Linked DNA regions of Mus musculus: all the other regions are linked to region 2. The links are chromatin contacts, called in public promoter capture Hi-C maps. All regions are on one chromosome and are shown on one strand. Each heading gives the region's core, a stretch centred on a gene start, on an enhancer-like site or on the middle of the called end of the contact. The rest is flanking DNA. Distances are from core to core; before and after follow the strand shown.

Region 1 (3,786 bases), core at 98-2,597, 1.0 Mb before region 2:
GGTGGTGCTTCTGGGCCCATCGCCGCCTCCTTGCCGTCACGTTCATGAATAAAGCACCGAGGCCCAACGCCCGGCTTTGCCCAAAAAACAAGGCTCCGGGCTAATCTGAGGGAACAAAAGCGCCTAAAATTCCATCCCGAGTTTTCCACCACGCCGATTCCCACCGACCAATCCCCTAGCGCCGGTCCGCAGGGGGCGGGCACAGGCGGACCCGACGTGATCGACAGTCCATCTCTGAGGCGGCGCCTAGACTTCGACCAATCCTACGGAGCTGCCGAAACGAGCCGTCGCGCAGGACAGGCGGCCTGGCCAATTGGCGTGGGGGGGCGGGCTCGGACAGCCCGGGCTGTCGCGAGAGGCGGCCACCCCGCCCACTCCGCTGGCCGCGGCTGCCCGTGCTCGCGAGCGCGCTCTGCTCAGCTCCGACGGCCCGGGCCGCGATCCGTCCGCGGGTCCCGCTGGATCCCTCCGCCGCGCCAGGCCCGTCCGGGCGCCGCGCCCAGCCTCGCAGCGGGTAACGGCCGGCCTGGGCGCAAGCACAGGAGGCGGCATGGCCGGGGCGGCTCCGTCGGGGGGCGGCCCGCACTGACAGACCCTGCGGCGCGCGGGGAGATGGGGGCGGCCGCCTCCCGGGCGACGACGACGACGACGAGGAGCGGCCGCCGCCGCTGCCGCGCACCGGCCGCCGCTGGGGACGGGCGCGGGCAGGGCGCCTCCCCGTGAGCGGCGGCCCCGAGGCCGCTCGCCGTCCCCGGCCGCCCGGGCCGCGGCCCCGGCTCCGGCCGCCGCGGGGCCCCTGGCGGGCGGCTCCCCCGGCCCGCGCGCGCCCGGCCCGCGCCCCGTTCGCGCGCGCGCGGCCTCGCCCGGCGCCCGGCCGCGGCCCTGCGCGCCCCCCGGCCGCCCGCGCGCTGCTCCCGGGCCCGGCGGCGGCGGCGGCGGCGGCGGCGGGCGCGGCGCGGGCGGCAGCATGGTGGAGAAGCGTTGCCCGTTGCAGAGGGACGGCGTGTACCGCTGGTTCTCTGAACTGCCGTCGCCGCAGCGTGTGGAGTTCCTGTGCGGCCTGCTGGACCTGTGCATCCCGCTCGAGTTGCGCTTCCTCGGCTCGTGCCTGGAGGACTTGGCACGCAAGGACTACCATTCGCTGCGCGACTCGGAGATCAAGGCCAACAACCCGGCCGACCTGGGCAGCCTCACCAACCTGACGGACGAGGTGGTGCGCAGCAAGCTGCTGGTGTCGCTGGCCCTGCTGGGCTCGGAGCAGCGCGAGGCGGCGGGCGTCTTGTACCGCACGCTCACGCACACCGACTCCATCATCCACAACTACGGGCTGCAGCTCAACGAGGGTCGCACGGGCGATGAGTTCCTCCTGCTCTTCACCATGGCCTCTAACCACCCGGCCTTCAGCTTCCACCAGAAGCAGGTGCTGCGCCAGGAGCTCACACAGATCCAGAGCAGCCTGAACAGCGGCGGTGGCGGCGGCGGCGGCGGTGGTGGCGGTGGCAAGAGCGCGCCCGGGCCCAGCGGCGCGCTGCCCACCTGCTCGGCTTGCCACAAGGTGAGCGCAAGCGCGCGCGGTGGGGCAGCGCGGCTGGGGTCCTTTACCGGCCAGCCTGGAGATGACCTACTAAGGGACCCGGAGGCCTGCGTCAGCGCGCGGCCCCCTTTGTGTGTTCGGTGTCACGGCCCAGGCTGGGGACACGAGAAGGCCTTTGTCCTGTCAATCCCGGTTCTTAGGTGACATAACACTCAACGATATGTCCACTTGCACCGACCTGGAACCTGGGCGCAGGTGGGCCCTGCCACCTGCCTGTCTGGGTCAGGTGTCCCCGGGCGTGCATGGCAGGGGTACGATGTACAGGAACCCGTGTCTGCGTGTGCGATCGTGGGGGTTGTGCACGCTGCTAAGCGTGTCTGTCTGGAGAGCCTGGCTCTTGACAGGGGCTTTGCAGCCTCAGCGGGTCTGCGGGTATGCTGTCAGTGGTGATCCACCATCGGGGAGAACCCAAGCTCACTGAGGTGGGATCTGGTCTTAGGATGATAATGTCAGCTTGCTGGGCAGGAAGGGCAGCTTGACTGTCCACTCAGAAATGCCAGCTGTGGCCCGAATGTTTGAGGACTGGTAAAGCACGTGGTTCTCGTGGAAGCTGAAGGCTGGGTGGTTGGGGGCCATGGTGACTAGCAGATGGAGTTCATTTCTTTAGTATCCATCCCTCTCAGCTGCAGCCCGGAGTTGTGGATGATGGAGTCGGTGTGCATTTGGGCCTTTGGAGGCCGGCAGCAGCCCTGGAGCCAAGAACCCAGGTTTCTTGTGAGAGAAAGGCTCACCAGTGCCAAGGGCCATTGAGGTCCCACACCATGTCCTTGGTAGTCAGAGGCCACATCCGGGCCTCCTGCCCAGCTGCTCCACAGTCTGAGCCTTTTGAAGTTTAAACTCTTAACTCAGCTTCCCCTGTCCAAGGTGAACAAGGTGAGGTCGTCGGGGCTTCCGTCGGTTTTTCTTTCAGCTCTCTTTGAACCTTGAGTTGTGGCTTCTTTTTAATGTCTTCCTCTAAGAAGTGGTTGTGGTTCCTGAATGGGTTTCTGTGGCGTCTTATCTTTTCACTGACGTTTGCCTCTGAGACTTCGGTTAGCTTTTTGGGTTTTTCTTCTTCTTTTTTCTTACATACATACACTTTGCCACCTCACTTCCCTCTTGCATGCGAGGCAACTGTCAACAAGAAAGGCAGGGCCCAAGGAAAGTTAAGTTCTTCAGGCCAGCCAGCTGTCACCTCTCTGTGGTCTCCTCAGCTGCGGTTAGTTTCATCCACGAGCAGGAGCTTGCTGTCTCCCAACCTGGGCTGCCAGACCCCTGTGTGAGTGAAGCTCAGACGCATCAGGTCCGGGTTGCTCTGTAGGAGATGGGGACTGGTTTTTAACAGGGCAGTGAATTCAGAGTAGAAGTGTCTAGAACAAATGTCTTGGGTCCTCTCCCACCCACACAGTACTAGGGATGGAGCCTGGAGCTTGTGCATGCCAGGCAGGTGCTTGGCCACTGAGCCCCACCCCACTGCAGCCAGCCCTCACAATGCCTGTATAAGATGGCCTTTGTCTCAGGCAAAAGTCCACGGCGAGATGGAGTTAATCTAGTCCCCAGGGTCTGGGCACTGGTCGCCCGCCTTGGTCTCCTGTGCTGTAGGAGGCTGGGCTGAAGTCCTCCAGAGGTGACAGGGCAGCTGGCAGCTGTGCTCCCCGTGTTTTTCCCGGCCATGTTGGCTGTCAGTGGTTCTGTGGAGCCATGCGTTGTCTGCCCGAACGGCTCTCGTCCTGAGCTTGCAGCTGTTGCAGTTTTCAGGAATCCTGTGGCTGATAGGGCTGGGGTTTTCTTTAGAAAGTTGGGGGACATTGTTTGGCCCTGGCACAGGGGCTCTTGACTTAGCAATGAAGGCTGGGTCTCACTTGCTCAGATCCAAACAGGTCCATTTCTCTTTCTTTTCCCTGGCTCTGAGTCACTCCCGAAGGGACTGTTCCCCAAAGCTGAACTTGGGCTCATTTGTAGCTCTGAGATTGAAGCCTGATTGTGTGTGTACTTGGAGGGGGATCCTTGGAGGGAGAAGTCCAGCCGAGAGCCACTTAGCACTGAACTCCGGCCTCCTCTGCATCCTCAGCAGAAGGTGGCTCTTGTGTTTCTTTCTGAGCTGTGTCACTTGGTTTTGAACTTAGGACTGAGACTTTGCTCTCAGAAGTGAAGGTGTGGAGTGTTTTTGGATGTTGTCTGATTTAAATGTTTATTTCTCTTACCTGAGTTTT
Region 2 (3,398 bases), core at 630-3,129:
CTTCGCCATCCAGAAGAGGAATTCAAAGACTCTGGCTGCTATCTCCTAGGGCTCCCATACCTCCTTAATCACCATGAGAGGAGACAACCTTGCCCCTTTGCTCCAGAGGGCAGAATCTGGACATAGGGCCATTGGCAGCTCAGGAAGTAGTCTGTTGGGATTCATGGGAGGAAATGATCAGTTAAAAGGCCATGTAGGGCTGGTGAGATGGCTCAGCTGAGTGCTGAGCCACACTGACTGCTCTTCCAGAGGTCCTGGGTTCAAATCCCAGCAACCACATGGTGGCTCACAACCATGAGTGAGATATGACACCCTCTTCTGGTGTCTTAAAGACAGCTGCAATGTACCTACATATAATAAATAAAATCTTTAAAAAAAAAAAAAAAAGGCCATGTCATCAGCCTTTGGAAGGTTCCAGGGAACCCCTAAGGAAAACTAGGAATTAAGGGGAGGAAAATTTTAATCAAATATGTGTACACATGTATGGGAAGCATCTGTTCTGTGTTCCAGAGAAGGGGCACGGCTGGGGGAGGTGATGTAACATGCTGTGTTGTGAAGCTGGAGACCACAGCAAACGCCCTGCTCCAGCTCCTAAACACTTCCGCCCATCCTGGTTCATGCCTGGAGACAGACATGGCAGGCAGGCACAAAGTGCTGGCCCAGGAATGCCCACTTCACACGAGGACCTGGGGGCTCAAGCCAGGGCAGGCCCCATGTTGCCTGGGGAAGGTGGGACATGGGCTATCCTACCCACTTCTGCTGGAATTCTGAAGAATATTTGATCCATCTCCTATCCCTGTGGCCTTAACAAAGCCAGGGTCTGAAATGTCACTGCATTTTTCTTTAGTGATGGTTCATAGTAGGATCGTACCTGTGTATCCACCGCAGGAATTCCACTTTCCTGCCCTGGACTCAGTTTCCCCTTATAGTCATTAGAAACATACACAGCCCGGGGGTACGGAGACCTGAGGCTGGTAGAGTGGCCACACGCTACAGACTTGCGACAAAGAATTGATCTAGGCAGGTGCGTGGGGCATTGAGGAGGGTCCCATGAGAGAACCATTAAGATACAGGGCTGGCCAGCACTCGGGAGGCAGAGGCAGGCAGATTTCTGAGTTCGAAGCCAGCCTGGTCTTCAAAGTGAGTTCCAGGACAGCCAGGGCTATACAGAGAAACTCTGTCTCGAAAAACCAAAAAAAGAAAAGAAAAGAAAAGAAAAAGAGACAGGGCTGGAAGCCACACCTGGGTATTGAAAGGGTGTGGGTGTATGGCTCAGTGGTGGATACTTGCTGGATGTATGGAGGAGGGGTACGGGGAAGCCATGACATCAAAAACATAAAAATAAAGGTGGCTAGGCATTGGCCCCAAGCTTGTAATCCTAGCACTTAGGAGATAGAGGTCAGAGGATCAGGGGTTCAAGGGCAGCCTTGTGTGGGCTACAAGAGGCCCTATCTCAAATAATACAAAAGTAATCATGATATAGGGAGTGGGGAGGCGGCAGCCCGAGGCCTCTGAGTCTTCACCCTCAGGTCCTCTGCCAGCTGTGACAGGCGGGGGCACGTGGCCAGTCAAAATGCCAGAACCCAGCAGCGGGGAAGCCCGGGAGTCACAATGCCACCTGAACCTCCCAACTGCAGCGACGAGCCGGGGGCGTTACCTCTGCGTCTCTGCACAGGAGGCGGAGCCGGGCTCCCCATTTCCTTCCACAGAACCGGGGACAGCCGGCCGATGCCCAAACTTTGCCCGGTGCCGGGAGCGCGGCTGCGGTGGGGGAGGCGGGCAGGGAGGCGCGGCGGCAGGGGTTGTGGCTGAGCCCTGGGCGGGCTGCGGGGCGGAGCGGCCCGGGCGGCGCCGCCCTCCAGGTGCCGGGCGGGGGCCGAGGCAAGCGCGGCTGCAGGCAGAGCAGGCCGGGCCATGACCCCCGCGGCCCACGGCTGCAAGCGCGTCGCCTGGTGTCCCTCACGGCCGCCAGCGTCCGCGCCCAGCGCGCCCCAGGAAGCGGTGAGTGTGCGCGCGCCGTGCGCGCCACGGCGGACGCACCGGGACCTGGGTTTTGGCGACCTGGGATAGGGACCCAGGACGAGGGACCCCAGGATCGTGGAGATCTGGGACCAAGGGGACCCCGAGGTGGGGAATCCGAGACGGTGGAGACCCGGGTTGGGGAACCCGGGAGGGTAGGGAGCATGGGGTGGGGTGGAGACGGGGGAGGGGTGGCCTGTGGAGACCCCAAGGTGGTGGGGACTCCAGAGTGATGGGGGACCCTTTGGACCCTGGCGTCCCACAACTTCCTGCAGACTTCGCTGATCAGCTCGGCCTCCTCTGGCCGCGTGTCTGACATCGGGCGGGGGCGTGTCCCGCGCGTGGCAGCCTCAGGCCCCTCTTTGCACCCGGCTGGGTTGTCAGGTTGCCGAGCAGTCGGGCAAGGTGGGGGCAGGAGGCCTCGGGAGGAACCGCTTCCCTCCACCAAGTGTTTCCAATGTATTATTGATGAGCTGCCTCGCTTAGGGGCGCCCAGTACATCAAAGCAGCTTCGCGACCGCAAAGGGCGACCCGCTCGAAGCAGGCACTTCTCTTGGCAGGGCTGGCCCTGGCAGATCTGGGGAGGGCGCTTATTAAAAAGAGGACCCGCAGCTCCCCTTGGGGACTCTGAGGGCAGGAAGGACTTCTGGCCTTTGCCAAGAGAACGGTGCAGCGCAATGTAGGAGTCGTTCCCGAGAGAGTAGAGAAATGTTAGAACACGCCCTGTTTTACAGACAAGGAAACTGAGTCCCAGACGGCTTCTCCTGTGTGGCAGATTCTGATGTCTCTCTCCAGCCTGAGACACCTCTCTGGTTGTGCTAGCAGCTGAAAGCACCTCTTGCCTATCCAGATCCCTTTCCTAGTCAGGACACAATGTAGCTTGGTCCCCTTCGTGGTCCCCCCTCCCTCAGGTCCGGGTCCTCTGCACAGGAGAAAGGCTGTATATTTATGGAAAGACTTAATCCCTCCACCAGCCCCAAGGCCGTGGAAAGCTGTGTCTAATCTGTCCCTGGAAGGCCTCAGCTGGTGGGCACACACCAGGCCGGAGTGTGCGTCCCCTAGGGAGGTGTAGGTCACTTACAAAGCAACTCGTCCTCCTGGGCTGAGGACGCGGAGATGTGAGTGCTTAGCCAGCAGTTGGCCTGTGCCAGACCTGCTCCTGAGCTGGCTGTCTTCACACTCACACAACCCTCTAACCAAAGTTGCCTCTTGTCCCCATTTTAGAGGCGGGAAACTGAGGCAGGAAGGGTGATAAGTCCAGGTGTTAGCCCTAAGGCAGCAGGAAATGGCTCTCATCTTGGGGGTTAGGAGGGGAAGCTAGGCCAGGCCTGTAAAATCATGGGAAATAAGCCCACCATAGAGACTAATAGGTGATAGCC
Region 3 (3,817 bases), core at 967-3,466, 1.9 Mb before region 2:
CCTACACACCTCCTGTCGGCTGCACAAAGATCAGTTCAAGGTTATCCTTGAACTACACAGCAAGTATGAAGCCAGGTCAAAAGACAGAGGAAGAGAGAGAGGGAGAAAGGTGATACAGAGGTACCAGGGCTGAGGGCCAGGCAGGCTGTTGCTGATCTGGCCTGATCTGCCTCTCCCTGTTTGGCAAAGGACAAGAAGGAATGTTCTGATACTAAGGATCTGGTCTGGTTTTTGTTTTGTTTTGTTTTGTTTTTTGTTTTTTCGAGACAGGGTTTCTCTATATAGTCTTGGCTGCCCTGGAACTCACTTTGTAGACCAGGCTGGCCTCGAACTCAGAAATCCACCTGTCTCTGCCTCCCAAGTGCTGGGATTAAAGGCGTGTGCCACCACTGTCCTGGTCTGTTTTGTGAGTTTTTTTTGACCTAGGTAATGCTTGTGTGTGACTGACCAGGATATCAAAAGGAAGGAGGCTTGCTTGCATGCCAAGACTGCATACTTGCTGTGGCGGGCAAGGGTGGCGCCAGTTTTTCAATGGTAACATTGTATCTTAGAAGCTGCTCCCACAATTCAGGGAGTCTTCAGATGCTCTTTAAACTGCTACAACACTGTAGGATACAGTTTAGTTTTTTTGAGAGTTCCCCTGTTTGTTCCTTTCTGTTTTTACCCTACAACTACTTCAATGGTTGTGAGACATAAACATTTCAGTTCCTTTGGGACAGTGGTTCTCAACCTTCCTAATATTGCTTAATTAATTTCTAATATTGCTTATTTATTTATTATTAATTATTTTTATTTATTATTAATTAATAATTAATTAATTAATATTCCTTAAGACACTTCATGTTGTGGTGACCCTTGACCATAAAATTATTTTGTTGCTATAACTATAATTTTGCTACTTCTTTTTTTTTTTTTTTTTTTTTTTTGAGACAGGGTTTCTCTGTGTAGCCCTGGCTGTCCTGGAACTCACTTTGTAGACCAGGCTGGCCTCGAACTCAGAAATCTGCCTGCCTCTGCCTCCCGAGGGCTGGGATTAAAGGCCACGCCCGGCCTATAATTTTGCTACTCTTATGAATCATAATGTAAATAGCTGTTATGTAGGATATCTATTATGCAACCCCTATGAAAGGGTCGTTCAAGGCCCATAGCTGTCACGACCCACAGGTTGAGAACTGCTGCTCAAGGAGCAGGTCTGAATGAATTTCTGAACCTTCCCGTGTCTTAGCAGCACCCCTTCAGAGTCAGACTAGAGGTGAGTCTTGGAGACCAAGCTAGGCAGTTTAAATACTATATGTCCAGGGAAAGCCTGCATTTCTGGTGGTTCTGGAAAATTGAAGGTTCTGAAGTGTGATTGACTTTAGCCTGCTGGTGCCTTGAGGCTCAAAAGGGTCACATCATCACCGCTCCCGGTTAAGCCTCTGCCCCTAATGCTACTCATTTCCCAGTGCATCCTGAACTTGGTCCAACTGTGCCGTTCTTGACCCCTTTTCATTTCGTCTTTCCTATCCACCTTAATACGGAAGACTGAGCCAAACCAAGGCGGCTTGGGTGAGGTACCGGGCACGTGCCGGACTCAGACCTTGTCTGGCCACCAATGGGACAGCAGGTGCTCTGTCAGCTTTTGCTACTGTCTGTAGCACACTGACTAAAGCCAAGCCACACAGTGGGGGCAGGTGTGACTGGAAGCAGTCCCAAAGCCCCAACGCAGACCACAGTGGGATGCAGCTGTCTGATGCCACAGCAGTAAGGTGTCTCTCCACCCCAACCACCAAGGCCTAGCCAGCGTGGCCGCCAGTGCCACAGTTAGGGACTCTGACAGCCCCCAGAGGGCGCTGCGCCATCACGGCTTGGGGAACAAAGCGAAAGTTGCTCCAACCACGAGGGGCGCAGTTGCGCGTGGGTACTAAGTGGGTCAGGTCTTTGGGAGTCTTCTTGTATTGCCCCCACCCCGGGTCCCAGGCCCCGGAGCCCCAGGGAGAAGCGCCCCACGGGCACAGTGCGAGTAACTGCGCTGGGCTGAAGGAGGGTTTGGGGGGCGCGCGGGTCGAGGTCTCCGGGTCACCGGCACCAGCCAGGCTAGTAGGGCCGGCGCTCGAGCAGACTGCGCTGGGCAGCGAGGGGGTGCCTGGGCGCGCCTGGCCGTCGGGGGAAGCGCGGAGGCGGGCACTCCAGGGAGGGCGGGGGCCGAGCTTATAAAGGCCCGCAGGCGGGAGCAGGGAGAGAGCCGCCGCGTCGCCGTCCGGCCCAGCTCGGCCTCCACGAGCCGCCGTGAGTTCCGAGCCGGGCGGGCTGACAACCCAGCGTGCGCGGGATCCGGCCGTCGGGAACCAGAGGGCGCGGCCGGGCCGGCCGGCGACCCGAGATCGAGGCCGGCGGGAGGTCACAGCAGCCGCGCGCCGCACGTGCGGAGACCCGCCCAGAGTGCCATGGCGCGCGGTTCCTCCGGCCCTCGCACCTCCCTTTAGCCACGGCGGCGCGACCCCGGGCGGTCCCCCGGCCGCGGGGCATGGAGCCGCACGTGCTGGGCGCCGGGCTCTACTGGCTGTTGCTGCCCTGCACGCTCCTGGCGGGTGAGTGGAGGGCGCGGGCGGGAAGGCTGCGTCCGCGTCCCCCTGCGCCGCGCCGCCCCGGCGGGCGAGCATAGGCGAGGAGATTCCGCGGGACTCGCGGCCCAGGGCGCTCGCATTCCAGAGGCGTGAGCGCGCTGGCGGCCTCGGCGGGCCCGGCCCGGGCACCGAGTGGAAAGCACGGCAGGCAACGGCGAGGCGCGGGTCCGCGAGAGCCCCAGATAGCGCTGGGCGTCTCCACGCGGGCTGGGAGGAGAGGCCCGGGCAAGGGGCTGTTAGTGTCTGAGCTGTGAGGGGAGCGCGACTTTCTATTCTCTTTCGTAGTTAAGAAAAAAGAAAGAAAGAAAGAAAAAAATCAAACTTGCATCATGACTTCCTGACCAATCTGGGAGAAGGTGGCGTTCTGCCTGGAGCTTTTCAAGTCAGAAATTTCCTACCAGAACTAATGTTCCAGCCCTAGGCGCAGTTCTTAGTCTCAGTTCCGAGGTTGTCTGTCCAATGCTAAGCTCCTGTCTTCCTTGTGCCCTACTTGGTTACCTTCCAGAGGGACTGGGGCACAGGGCGCCCCAGGAGGCTCTGCCTGATGTCAGAACTGGAGATCCCCTACCTTGGCATACGTCCCTTTCTTGCAAAGAGCTTCTCTCTTTTGGTGTCATAGGTGCTGGGCTCCATTGCCGCCCTCCCAGCCTCACCCAGGGCACCTTGCCCAGCTGCTCACCCCCTTACACCTCCTGAAGCAGTCAGCACCCCTCCACATGTGACCTTCCTCGGGGTCTGATTAAATTAGCCCACAGAGAGTCAGTGTACCCACTGTGAAAGTTGGTCTGCCTCGTGGAAGTCCATCTGTTGGAGGTGGGGGGGTTGTGCGTGATTCCCTCCATCTCTCCACGGACACTGCTTGTGCACCCTGTTTCAGGAACAGGCTCCGGGGGGTGTCAGGCAACCCGGGCAATGACTTCCACACAGGCCAAGTTTTGATTTGTAGGACCAAAATGTGGTGAGACCGGGGTGGGGGGGTGGGGGGGATTTTTCAAGGCAGGAATCAATGAAAACCATTGAGCTCTGAAAGGAGGGGCCAGCGGATACTGTCCTCAGCTCAGCCCGGACTTAGGAGAGCCAAGGTCTAGGGCCCACATTTGTGGCTTCTTTTCCTCGCTGGCCTGTAGACGGTCAGACTGTAAATATAAGCAGAATGGGTGGATGAGAATGTAGAAGACGGGTACCCTTCTTAAAGATTCAACAAGAGCTGC

What was found. Promoter capture Hi-C pulls out the DNA fragments that hold promoters and counts their contacts.
Region 1: a promoter capture Hi-C map of liver shows a contact between it and region 2, with 4 times the contacts expected there. The contact joins the promoter of Zcchc14 here to the promoter of 1190005I06Rik in region 2. A contact is called at or near these places in 6 of 39 promoter capture datasets (the C10 cell line, embryonic stem cells, frontonasal cranial neural crest and 3 more) and 1 of 115 datasets of contacts at active chromatin or transcription factors (pancreatic cancer cells).
Region 3: a contact with region 2 is called in a promoter capture Hi-C map of liver, with 4 times the contacts expected there. The contact joins the promoter of Piezo1 here to the promoter of 1190005I06Rik in region 2. A contact is called at or near these places in 2 of 39 promoter capture datasets (hippocampal neurons and liver).

Annotation. Positions count from the first base shown.
Region 1 is chr8:121,649,494-121,653,279 of GRCm38.p6, reverse strand. It overlaps Zcchc14 (zinc finger, CCHC domain containing 14), which reads left to right and starts at 1,347. Exons shown (of 13, transcript NM_080855.2): 1 at 1,347-1,555. The coding sequence starts at 1,379.
Region 2 is chr8:120,632,871-120,636,268 of GRCm38.p6, reverse strand. 1190005I06Rik (RIKEN cDNA 1190005I06 gene) reads left to right here and starts at 1,879. Exons shown (of 4, transcript NM_197988.3): 1 at 1,879-2,001. The coding sequence starts at 1,915. All of the region lies in intron 1 of Gm27021 (predicted gene, 27021), which reads left to right.
Region 3 is chr8:122,549,728-122,553,544 of GRCm38.p6, reverse strand. Piezo1 (piezo-type mechanosensitive ion channel component 1) reads left to right here and starts at 2,216. Exons shown (of 51, transcript NM_001357349.1): 1 at 2,216-2,570. The coding sequence starts at 2,507.